Regions from separate parts of the Pan troglodytes genome. Here region 2 is linked to region 1. Evidence: chromatin contacts called from public HiChIP or PLAC-seq data. All regions are on one chromosome and are shown on one strand. Each heading gives the region's core, a stretch centred on a gene start, on an enhancer-like site or on the middle of the called end of the contact. The rest is flanking DNA. Distances are from core to core; before and after follow the strand shown. Region 1 holds the start of UGP2 (UDP-glucose pyrophosphorylase 2). Region 2 holds the start of MDH1 (malate dehydrogenase 1).

Region 1 (4,986 bases), core at 1,085-3,584:
CTTACTTTAATCTACTACACAAAATTTAAAGAAGAGTTAATAAAGCGATGTAGAACTCAGTAGGGCATTTTTATTCCCAGGGTCAAATGATGGCCATTACTGACACAACTTTTTTTTCCCAAAAGTACACCTACATTTATCAGGAAGCATAATAAGTGTTTGTGAACTTTACTAGCTGTGTGTTCATCAAGATGGCTGAAGCTTTCACACACTGGAGTCTACAAGGAAAGAGTTTACTTGCATACCAGAAGGCAAATCTCATGCTACAAACTGGTGTCAAAGGTTTATGCCAGCACCAATTTCAGTGAGTACACCGTACACACATGCATTCATATACACGTTACTGATAATCTCAGTTGAGGCATTCCCTAACCCTTTTTAAATACACATGTGGAATTTAGAGAGCAGTTTTCAAACTTCAAAGGAACCTTAATCATCTTTTCATAGTTCAAAAAAGGAAAAAATAAACACAGCAATGCAGCAAAGTCATTTCTCCAGCTGAAATGACCTCCAGCTTCTTCGGGCTACTCCCAGTTTCGCAATAAGTGAATCTGAGACGCAAACCACGTACACACAAACGAAGCAGAAGCGGAGAACACTAAAGCTTCCCCAACAGTCCCGGCAAAACCCACCTGGCCTTTCTCAGTCCTCCCGCTTCCCCAGCCCTTCCCGTCTGCGTGCACGCACAGGTACCTTGACACAGACCAGGAAAAGAGAACAAGGATTAATTAGCAGCCAAAAATCCTGTTTTATCACTTACAGCCACTATCCAGGAAAGCGACGGTACTACTAACCTGATTTCAGGGAGGCAAAACTAAACCCAGCAGGGTACAGGAACATAAATTATACGCGTCTGGAACGTCAACCCAGCAGCTCAAGGCAGCTCAGATGACAATTCAACGAAAAGGGTTTCGCAAATGTTATCTCAAATGAACATTTCCACTTCCAAACCACCCACCAACCTCTCCACTGTCAGTACCCAAATTCGCCTGAAGCAACTCGGGATATAAGCAGCAGCATTTCTTACCTTGTACAAATCTCGACATTTTAGGGGCTTAGTAAAATACTCCGGCTTTTTTTTTTTTTTTTCTAGAGGAGTCACGCTATAGGGCAGGTCTCTCTTCCTCTCCTGCTTTAACAACCGATGTATTCTTTCTCCTCCTATATTTAACTACTTAAGGGAGTATTTATTCAAAGCGATTAAAACTGGCTCAAGAAAAAAAAAGAAAGAAAGAAACTCCTTCCCCAATTCCAAAAGACGGAAACTTGGTGCGACTGAGTCGGTTTGGGAACTCCTGAGCTCCGGACACAAATGAGGGCCAGCTGGAGACTCCCGGAAAAGGTAAAACCACACGAACTTAAATTTCTTCAATGAAAGAGGCGGACCTACAGCGGCTATTTCACCGCCCCCCAGTCCCCACGCCCTCCAGGGCTGGACTGCAGGAGGCTCTGGCAGGCCGCGCCCCTAGCTGCCCCCTCCCCGCGCCGCCATCCAGCCCCCAACCGCCTCCCCCGAAAACCCCGGTTAACAGCGGCTCCCGCCCAAGCAGGGGTCGGGGAGGCGGGCGAGGCCGGCAAGCGGGGGCAGTGCAACCATTTTCACCAGCCATAAACATCCTGGGACTAGGAGGCGCTACCAATTCCACGCTCTGGCTGGCCGACCAGTCGGGGCCTCAGCTCCCCGCCTTCCCGCCTCAAGCAGTGAAACCCGGCCGCAGCTTTTTCTCGGTAGGGGCCGAAGGCTACGCTGCCCCTCCCCCGCAGCGGACACTAAGGGGTCACCGGCTAGAGGCAGACCCGTGCACCGGCGCGGGAGTCCCAAGGGAGGGCACCGACCCTTCCCGCACATATTCTCGCCCCGCCTGCCCTGCGCTCCTCACAATCCCAAATTCCACCTCCGAGACCACACAGCGGGCCAGGGAGAGCGGGAAACACACTCATCCAGGGGGTCGCCGGAAGCCCAACCCCGCCCCTCCTCAAGCCGCCAGCGAGACCCACCTTCCTCTTCCTTTAGCAGCTGGGAAATTGGGGGCGTTTATGGCGCCCCGGGAAGAAGGCTCGCAGGCTGAAAGTCACCTCTGAGGCGCCCTTCTCTCTCTCTCTCTTCCCTCACACATGCACACCTTGAGCCCCTCCCTAACGGTCGTAGCCCAGCTGCTAACCCCCCCTTGTCCACCCGTCAGCCGGCTCCCGACACCCACAGCCCCTACTTTCTCCTAAACACCTCCCCTCCCCCTCCATTCGGAGCAGCCCCTTCAATGCGGAAATGTCCCTGCCGCACGGACCGACAGGCGCAGCCGCCAGTCAGGAGCCGAGGCGGACGCAGGCTCTGGCCAATGAGACGTGCGGAGGTGGCAAGGGGCGGGGCGTTGCGGCACTTGAGAGCCCGTCGGAGTTGGGCACTGAGCAGTACGCGGGGATACCGCGCGTGGGAGCAGTACTTACGGCGGCGTTGCGGCCAGGGAAGCCTCGCCAGTATATCTCAGTGAGGGAGAGCACCTGAGCACGACTGGTTATTTTTCCAATCAGTAAAAATATTCCCGCTGACTAGGGACTAAAGAAAGCCCTGCGGATAGAGCCGGAGCTCCCCACCGCAGCTGCCCCGAGGGAGCCCAGACGCTTCTCAGGGGACGCTTGCTCCCCCCATCACATCTGGTTGGGGGAGGGTGAGGATGCGTTAGGGAGTAGGCATTGGCCTGTGTGGGCCAGCTAACAAAAGGAGGGTTTAGGCATTGAAGAAAGTGACAAGTGAAGGCTCCCTCACCGGAACCACCACCATCCCCATTGCCCCGGTTCCTAATCCTGTAGAGATTTCTGCTGTGATAGGCGTTTACTTTTCTCTTCAACGTGGAACTGGCTTAAGTTACTCCTCAAGAGATGCTTTGCTTTTGGTAGATTCTTGAAGTCCTCAAGGAAAGAGGATGTTACACGGAACTTGACACTAGCCTGGGGACTGTTACAGGGCCAGCCCGCGGCTTGTCAAATCACACCTGGTACCGTCAACCCCACCTGCACCTAAGACTCAGTGTGGCTGGCAGCGAGTGCATTTCAGACTTTGCATTTCCTCTTTAAGACTCAAATAGCCTGCACCAGGACCGATGAATTGCCAGCGCCTTCTCTTAAGTGCCTCCAATAAACAAGTACAGTAATTACAGAAGAGTTTGAGGCTTTGGGCAACACTAATCAACCAAGGTAAAGTGAGAATTTTTTAATGACTCATTGTCTAAACAAAGGAACTTTGATTTTTTGGTTCTACGTCTTTATATGGAAATGTTATTAGAACAAACAACACAGAAAAGGCTAGTGAAAAATTGTTATACTAGAGAATGACAACCATTGGTACTGTGTTTCTTACATGAAATCCAAAAAGATTACACTCAAAACCTCTCGGCCGTAAAACGAATTTTCCCCAGACAAAACAAAAAAAGTGTCTAAAATCCAGATGTCTACAGTTTAATAACAGCATTTGGAGACTGAAGATCTTAACAAAATCTCTACATCCTTTGTATACAGTACAAAAATTGTTCTAGCACTGAAAAAGCAGTCTTTACCAATGAGCATTAGTACCAAAATAAAATACTACCAAAAGATTTGGGCCACGTAGGGTTACTTAGCCTGCAAAAGATGAAGGACAATGAAGAGATTTATTTGTTGTTGTTGTTTTGTTTTTGTTTTCGTTTTGAGACGGAGTCTTGCTCTGTCGCCCAGGCTGGAGTGCAATGGCACAGTCTAGGCTCACTGCAACCTCCGCCTCCCGGGTTCAAGCGATTCTCCTGCCTTAGCCTCTCGAGTAGCTGGGACCGCAGGCTCGTGCCACCGCATCTGGCTAGTTTTTGTATTTTTAGTAGAGGCGGGGTTTCGCCATGTTGGCCAGGCTGGTCTCAAACCCCTGACCTTGTGATCCGCCTGCCTCAGCCTCCCAAAGTGCTGGGATTACAGGCGTGAGCCACCGCGCCTGGCGAGTTTTTAATTATACAAGGTTTATTATAAGAAACGATGATCAGTTACTGTATTTTCTGCCTTCATGGAAGATTAAAAAGGAAATGGGTTTTAATTGCAGCAAGAGCATTTGTTAATACCTAAGAATGGCATCTTGATTTATGAGTGATTGAATATTGAGATACAGTACCAAAGGTTGTTGTACACTTGCTGCCTCAAGAACTCTCCAAAAGGTAACTAACTACCCATCTTCAGGGGTTACATCTGTAACTACTCAGTCACTAGTTCTTAGAGAAGTAGCACTCTAGAAGCTTAGTTTCCAAATATTTCCAAACAGTACTTATAAAATGAAATTTCTGTATACATCGGTATAAATTTAAATTTTGAACCCACAAACACTTTGTAAACGAGCTTCCCACTCTCTCAGAGCCACTAAGAACAACCTCACTTGACAAATCCTGTGGAGATAGGAAAGAAAGAGGTGGAGTTCTTGATGGCCATGGAGCAAAGACATGCTTAGAAAGCAGTTACCTATTTCCCTTTATATATTTCAGTCATTGAAAAATTGCTTTCTCTGGGCAAGTGTGTGTATCTTTAATCCTTTTTTTCATAAGATACTACTCTGGAATATCCCTTCAAGGTGCATGATGTTGATCATCTGTATCATTAGAAATCTGTAACATCGGTAGATTTATAGATTTTACCTTTGCAGAAACCTGGGGTGGGGGGATCCAAAGAATGAAGATGGGGGCTGATAAGAGTGTGTACAGGGTTAAGGAGGTGGAGTGAAGTGGATTGTGAATTAGAAAGAAAGCCTGGAAGCCAGTTTTTGTCTGGTTCCATATGCGACCATCCACGGATGATACAAATTCTGCCTATAATTTCTTCCTTCTTTCTACTTTCCCATAGAAACTTGAGGAAACTCAGTTTGGTTTACCCAGTCCCATATCCTAGGATGTATAACAACCTCACCATATCTTTTTCCTTTGCTTTAGACAGGAGCTCTCTATCAACAGCAAGGAAACCATGTCTGTGGTCCTATTTCTA
Region 2 (4,986 bases), core at 1,255-3,754, 250 kb after region 1:
GGGTTGTGGCCACCTAATGAACAGTTAATTCCACCTCAGCAGTTTTCTTCTGTGTCTTTGGGGAAATTACTTTCCCAGCTAGGTAATTCCATCTTATTAATGGTAGTATGAGGCTTAGTTAGTGTTTGAATGTCTGAAGATGAAACAGAGAAAGAAAAGTCCATGTATGGTTCTTTCTGCTCTTCTGCAACATTGCAGTTGAAAAGCAGGAGGGTGGGAGAGTCCTGCTGACTTTCACAATGTTATAGTGTGAACATAGGTTACTATTCTTTGCTCAGATATCTGGGCAGTCTGCCAAGATCCAAAAAAGGAATGTCTTTGCTCTTAGCAGGGCACCAATGACTTTCCTGCAGATGCAGGCTCTGTGCTAACTTCTCAGCTATAAAGATTGAATTTAAGTGTCTCTGTTATTCCACAGACAGATCCACATATTTCTTTTTCACTTTCAAATTTATATATATTTCTAAATTACATGTATTTCTATAACACAAAAAACTAAGCATACCATTTAGATTCCTTCATACAGTTTATTTTGCTGTCACTCCCTATAGACAACAAGCAAAGAATCCTCCGCTTTGAATGAGCTTACAGAAGAAGGCTCTTTTCTAACTCTGTCCATTCACACACCCTCCTGAGGGGGCAGGGAAATTGAGTCATGTGTGAGTTTGCTGTCAGTTCCAGCAAACTGCCAGACAAATTCTTCCTCATGTTCTGTCTCTGTGTTATCTGGCACCCCAGTGACCTTCCAACGGTGGGGCCTTGCTAGGGAAACTAGCTAAGAATCTGGGGCCCAAAATCTCTGTGACCTTGGGAAAATTATCTGACCTCACCAGACTACATTATAAGAGTAGATAATATAATCTCCAAATTCCCTTTTAATTCTACAATTCCAGTATTTTGAATTGCAAGGAATAAAGCTATCAAGTCATCTACATGCTGATAACATATTTGAGTTTGTATATGCAGTATGAACTGGTAACTTCATCCGGAATCTCAGCTAGTAAAAATAAGTTTTCAGGGAGTTGAGTACACTGTCTCTCCCCCGCTGCGAGACCTCACTGCGGTGGTCCCTATAAAAATAAAAATTCAGAAAGACTTGGTAAGTGTAAGACACAATATAGAAAAATGGCAAGAGTGTGAGACTCTTGGGGCAAATCACATTCTCTCTGGGTCTCGATAAACTCAATTTTAAGATCTGAAGTGGGGAGATTCGTCAAGATGGCCTTTAAAAGAGCCCATTCAGTTCTAAAAGCAAAAAGTCCAAGGTTCTCAGATAATAAGTACCTCTGCTTTCTAGCTAAGGTTATTAGGACAGAAACTACCGAAACCATAATTTAAATGACTAATTATGTGACAAAACATTTAGGAAACCTAGGTTTAACACCTACTGGAAATTAGTAGCTGTCTCCACTGGCCCCGTTAGACAGGCAGAGAGAGTAATGCCCTTGCCTTGAAAACGTGTCTTTTCAGGTTCTGGGAAATTTCCAATTCATTCAAACATTTCTCCACATTCTCCAGCCATTTTAGTATTTTGCAGATAAAGTAGGAAAAACAGTCGCAACTATAAATACAAGCCATTGTATTGATAGTATGAAGCGATTTCTCTGAGTTTGATGACAAATGTCACCTTCAAGCAGTACGCAGATTATTCCTACGCCAGAGTTCCTTCATCAACTCTCCCCCTCCCCCTCTCTTTCAGCAGAGACAAGCGATGGAGATGCAGGTTACCCAGGTCTTCCATGACAAAATGGTTACTCTGTTACATTTAAGAGAGGTGCTTCTGGAATTCACAACATACAGTTCAATAAAGAATATTTGCAGTAGTTATTTGGTTAGTGATGCTGTCACTTCAATATGTCCTGGCATTACAAAAAAGGTCAATGAACGGGTTCCAAATAACATTTTGAGAAATTAGATATGGCGGAAACACGTCTCCTGCAAACGCAGATCGTAATCTGGAGCACCTGGTAAATACTACCTTTCCAGCTTTTTGCTTTCAAGGTCCCTGTGACAAAAGCCGTTATAAACACTGTGGGCAAATGAGGAGAAAAAGGGGTTAGGACCCAACCTTTCCCTTCCATCGCAAACCTTATCGTCCTTATCAAACACCGTAACGTCCTTTGGAAAATAGCTGCAGCGTCGCATTTTGTCCTCCCGCCATGCAGCAGGATTAAGATCGCTCCTCTCCCAGGACAACTACTTCTCCAGAGTCCTCCTAAGAGCGCCCCATACCCCGCAAGGTGGAAATCAATCCCTTCCCATTACTGGGTCACTGCGACAATCCCCAGAAGATGAGTCCGAGCTTGCCAAAGGGCGCGAAGGACAGTGCCTTGCACAGCTGCCTCCCAAAAGTCCCTAAAGTGCAAGAAACCCCACACAAGGGCGCGAGAGCCAGAGGTGGGCAGGAACCCGGGGCCCACACTCACCATGATTGAAAACTGCGGGGACAATTTCAACAACTGCAAAATGAGCCTCAGAGAGTCAGGTCACCTCTACCGCGGAACTGACTCGGAGAGGGCGAGCGGTGTTAGCGAGAAAAGGCTCCGCTCCCGACGCGGCGCTCTCTGGGAACTGTAGTTTACGCTGCCCTGGTTGTGGCGCAATCTCCAAAGCATTTCCTTCAAGTGTTGAACTACACTTCCCGATACCAGAGGTTTTTTTCAAGCTCTTCTCACTGCGCTCTGCGCCGATTGCAAAGTAGTCCCTGAGGATGAGCCTCTGTGATTGGAGGACGACAACAAACGGATGGTTTGGGCTCAGGAGGAAAGGACCTGCCTGATGGCGCCCGGCAATTGGCGGGAGAGATAGCGTGTGTAACTCTAGGGAGGGGAGAATCACCCCTTAGCGACATCACCCCCACGCGCGTGACTGAGACTGCATCCTCCCATGAGGGTAAACGTGGGAGGTAAAGAGACCTTCCGCTGCGTAAAGCTGGATCGACCCGGAAACAAAATCTTTTAAAAAACGATTGACACTCTGGAGGGGCGGGGGAATTGATAAGTTGGGACTACCGGACAGCTTCTCAGGTTGCTAAGCGACGAGGCGGGAGCGCACGCACACCCTGGCTGCTTTGTAGCACCTGAGGAAACTGTGGCGGCGGCGGCGGCGGCGGCGGCGTCCTGGAGACCCAAGAGACCAAGCGAGCGTGTCGCTCCCTCTCGGGTCCGAGGACCTAGCCCAGGAACCTTCTGCCCGGGGTAGTGTCTGGTGATGAGGCGAGAGTTTTGCTGGGACGCCTACTCCAAAGCGGCCGGGAGTCGCGCTTCTTCCCCACTCCCGAGACAGGTGAGCCCTGGCCCGAGGGCAAGGGGTTTTCTTTTAACCTTAGGATCCGGAATGCGGTTGGTGCGCCGTCCCGCTTTGCTTTTATCCGCTGTGCGGATGCCTGCAAGCTCGCCGGTCCCTTTTCTGAGCGGAGTATGAGGGCTGTGGGAATGCAGCTATTTTGGAGGGGGTGGTGCCCTGGAGTAGGTGCACCCCCGACCCCAAATGGAGCTCTTCCAGAGTTATATCAAAAATATTTATTGAGCATTTACTTTGTAGGAGGTGAGCCTCTCCCTCCAGGAGGTCACAGTATACGGTTCTAATTTGCTCTAAGCCCTCCGTGAATGTTGAGTTTTGTCCATTCCCTTTTGGAAGAAACAGGATGCGCCTTAAACCATCTTGAGTCTTAAAGTTATGCCAAACAGGCATTTCTAAGGAAAGGCTGGCAACTGAAGGGGAGACACTGGTTGTTTAGTCAGTCAGTCTCAGCTGGTAAAACAACTTAAGAGGTTCTCTTAAAAATTAATGCTGCCAAGAGAATTGCTGTGCTTTTTGAAAGCTTGTTTCTTGTGGATGTTAAAAGGAAGATATGATGCTCGGGAGTAGCATACACAGCATATACGTAATGAAAATGAATAAAACATCTCTATTAGATAACATTGTTAGAACTTCCGTTTTTTCTCTGTCACTGATAAATGAATGCCAAGAAATATCTTTCAATTTTTCTCTATTTCATTTTGGAGGATTTGCTATTTTTGGAAAGAAATGTAATGCTTTACTTTTAGCATTTATTAATATCATACCTGAATGACTCTCCTTGTATCTCTTTATTCATTTGGCTCTCAGACCACATACTTTCCTGGTTTTCCTCTTTTGTTACTGGTTCTCAGTTCTGCGGAGTTTCTAAATTTTTTTCAGTTGTGATCTCTTAACATTGGGGTGCCTGTATTCTCTGTCTATACTAAATCCCTCAGTGAGCTAATTCATAAGTTGCATCACTTCAAATGCTACTTTTAATGTCAAAAATTCTCAAATTTTTGTGTCTAGTCCTGAATTAGTAGGTGTGCATTATTCTCAAACCTAGGTTCTCTGAGTTTTACTTTTTACTCTGAGCAGTTACGAAAAATTTCTCCCATTATCCTCCTAAATGAATTCTTCTACTAGCTGCTAACAGAAAGATTTTTCCATGTTGTTGTCCTTAAAAATATCATGATTTTACCTAATGTAAATGACGAGTTAATGGGTGCAGTACACCAACATGGCATATATACGTACATATGTAACAAACTTGCACGTTGTGCACATGTACCCTAGAACTTAAAGTATAACAAAACAATCTCATGATTTTTGTCCTTGATTTACAGTGAATTTTACAAGGGAGACTTTTTATAACCAGAATTCTCACTGCAGTCCTATAGCAGGACAGGACATTCCCATACTCCAAGAAGGCCACAAACATGTAAGCCCTCGTATTCCCATCCAGTCCAGATACACAGAATTGAAGTCACCTGTGTGGTAGTTCATGGGCCTTGTTCTGTTTATTGCTAGTTGCCCTTGTAAATCAAGTTAAGGAGCATATTAGCACTGATTGTAAGTTACTTTTCTCAGGTAATATAATACACTGCAAGAGAAGATGTTTGGTAAGGTGGGTATATCAGCACATTTCCAATTATACTAATAAGATTGTCCGTGTTCTCTTCCTTTTGAACCGTCTTTGGTAAT

What was found. HiChIP or PLAC-seq counts read pairs in DNA pulled down with a chosen protein or histone mark.
Region 2: an H3K4me3 HiChIP or PLAC-seq map of stem cell-derived excitatory neurons shows a contact between it and region 1, with 3 times the contacts expected there. The contact joins the promoter of MDH1 here to the promoter of UGP2 in region 1. A contact is called at or near these places in 1 of 7 Hi-C or Micro-C datasets (stem cell-derived neural progenitor cells) and 1 of 1 datasets of contacts at active chromatin or transcription factors (stem cell-derived excitatory neurons).

The regions. Positions count from the first base shown.
Region 1 is chr12:58,884,630-58,889,615 of NHGRI_mPanTro3-v2.0_pri, forward strand. It overlaps UGP2 (UDP-glucose pyrophosphorylase 2), which reads right to left and starts at 2,335. Exons shown (of 10, transcript XM_063789787.1): 1 at 1,999-2,335. WDPCP (WD repeat containing planar cell polarity effector) reads left to right here and starts at 2,963. Exons shown (of 19, transcript XM_054678456.2): 1 at 2,963-3,192.
Region 2 is chr12:59,132,147-59,137,132 of NHGRI_mPanTro3-v2.0_pri, forward strand. MDH1 (malate dehydrogenase 1) reads right to left here and starts at 2,505. Exons shown (of 9, transcript NM_001243069.1): 1 at 2,427-2,505. The coding sequence starts at 2,429. The region is part of intron 2 of WDPCP (WD repeat containing planar cell polarity effector); the gene reads left to right.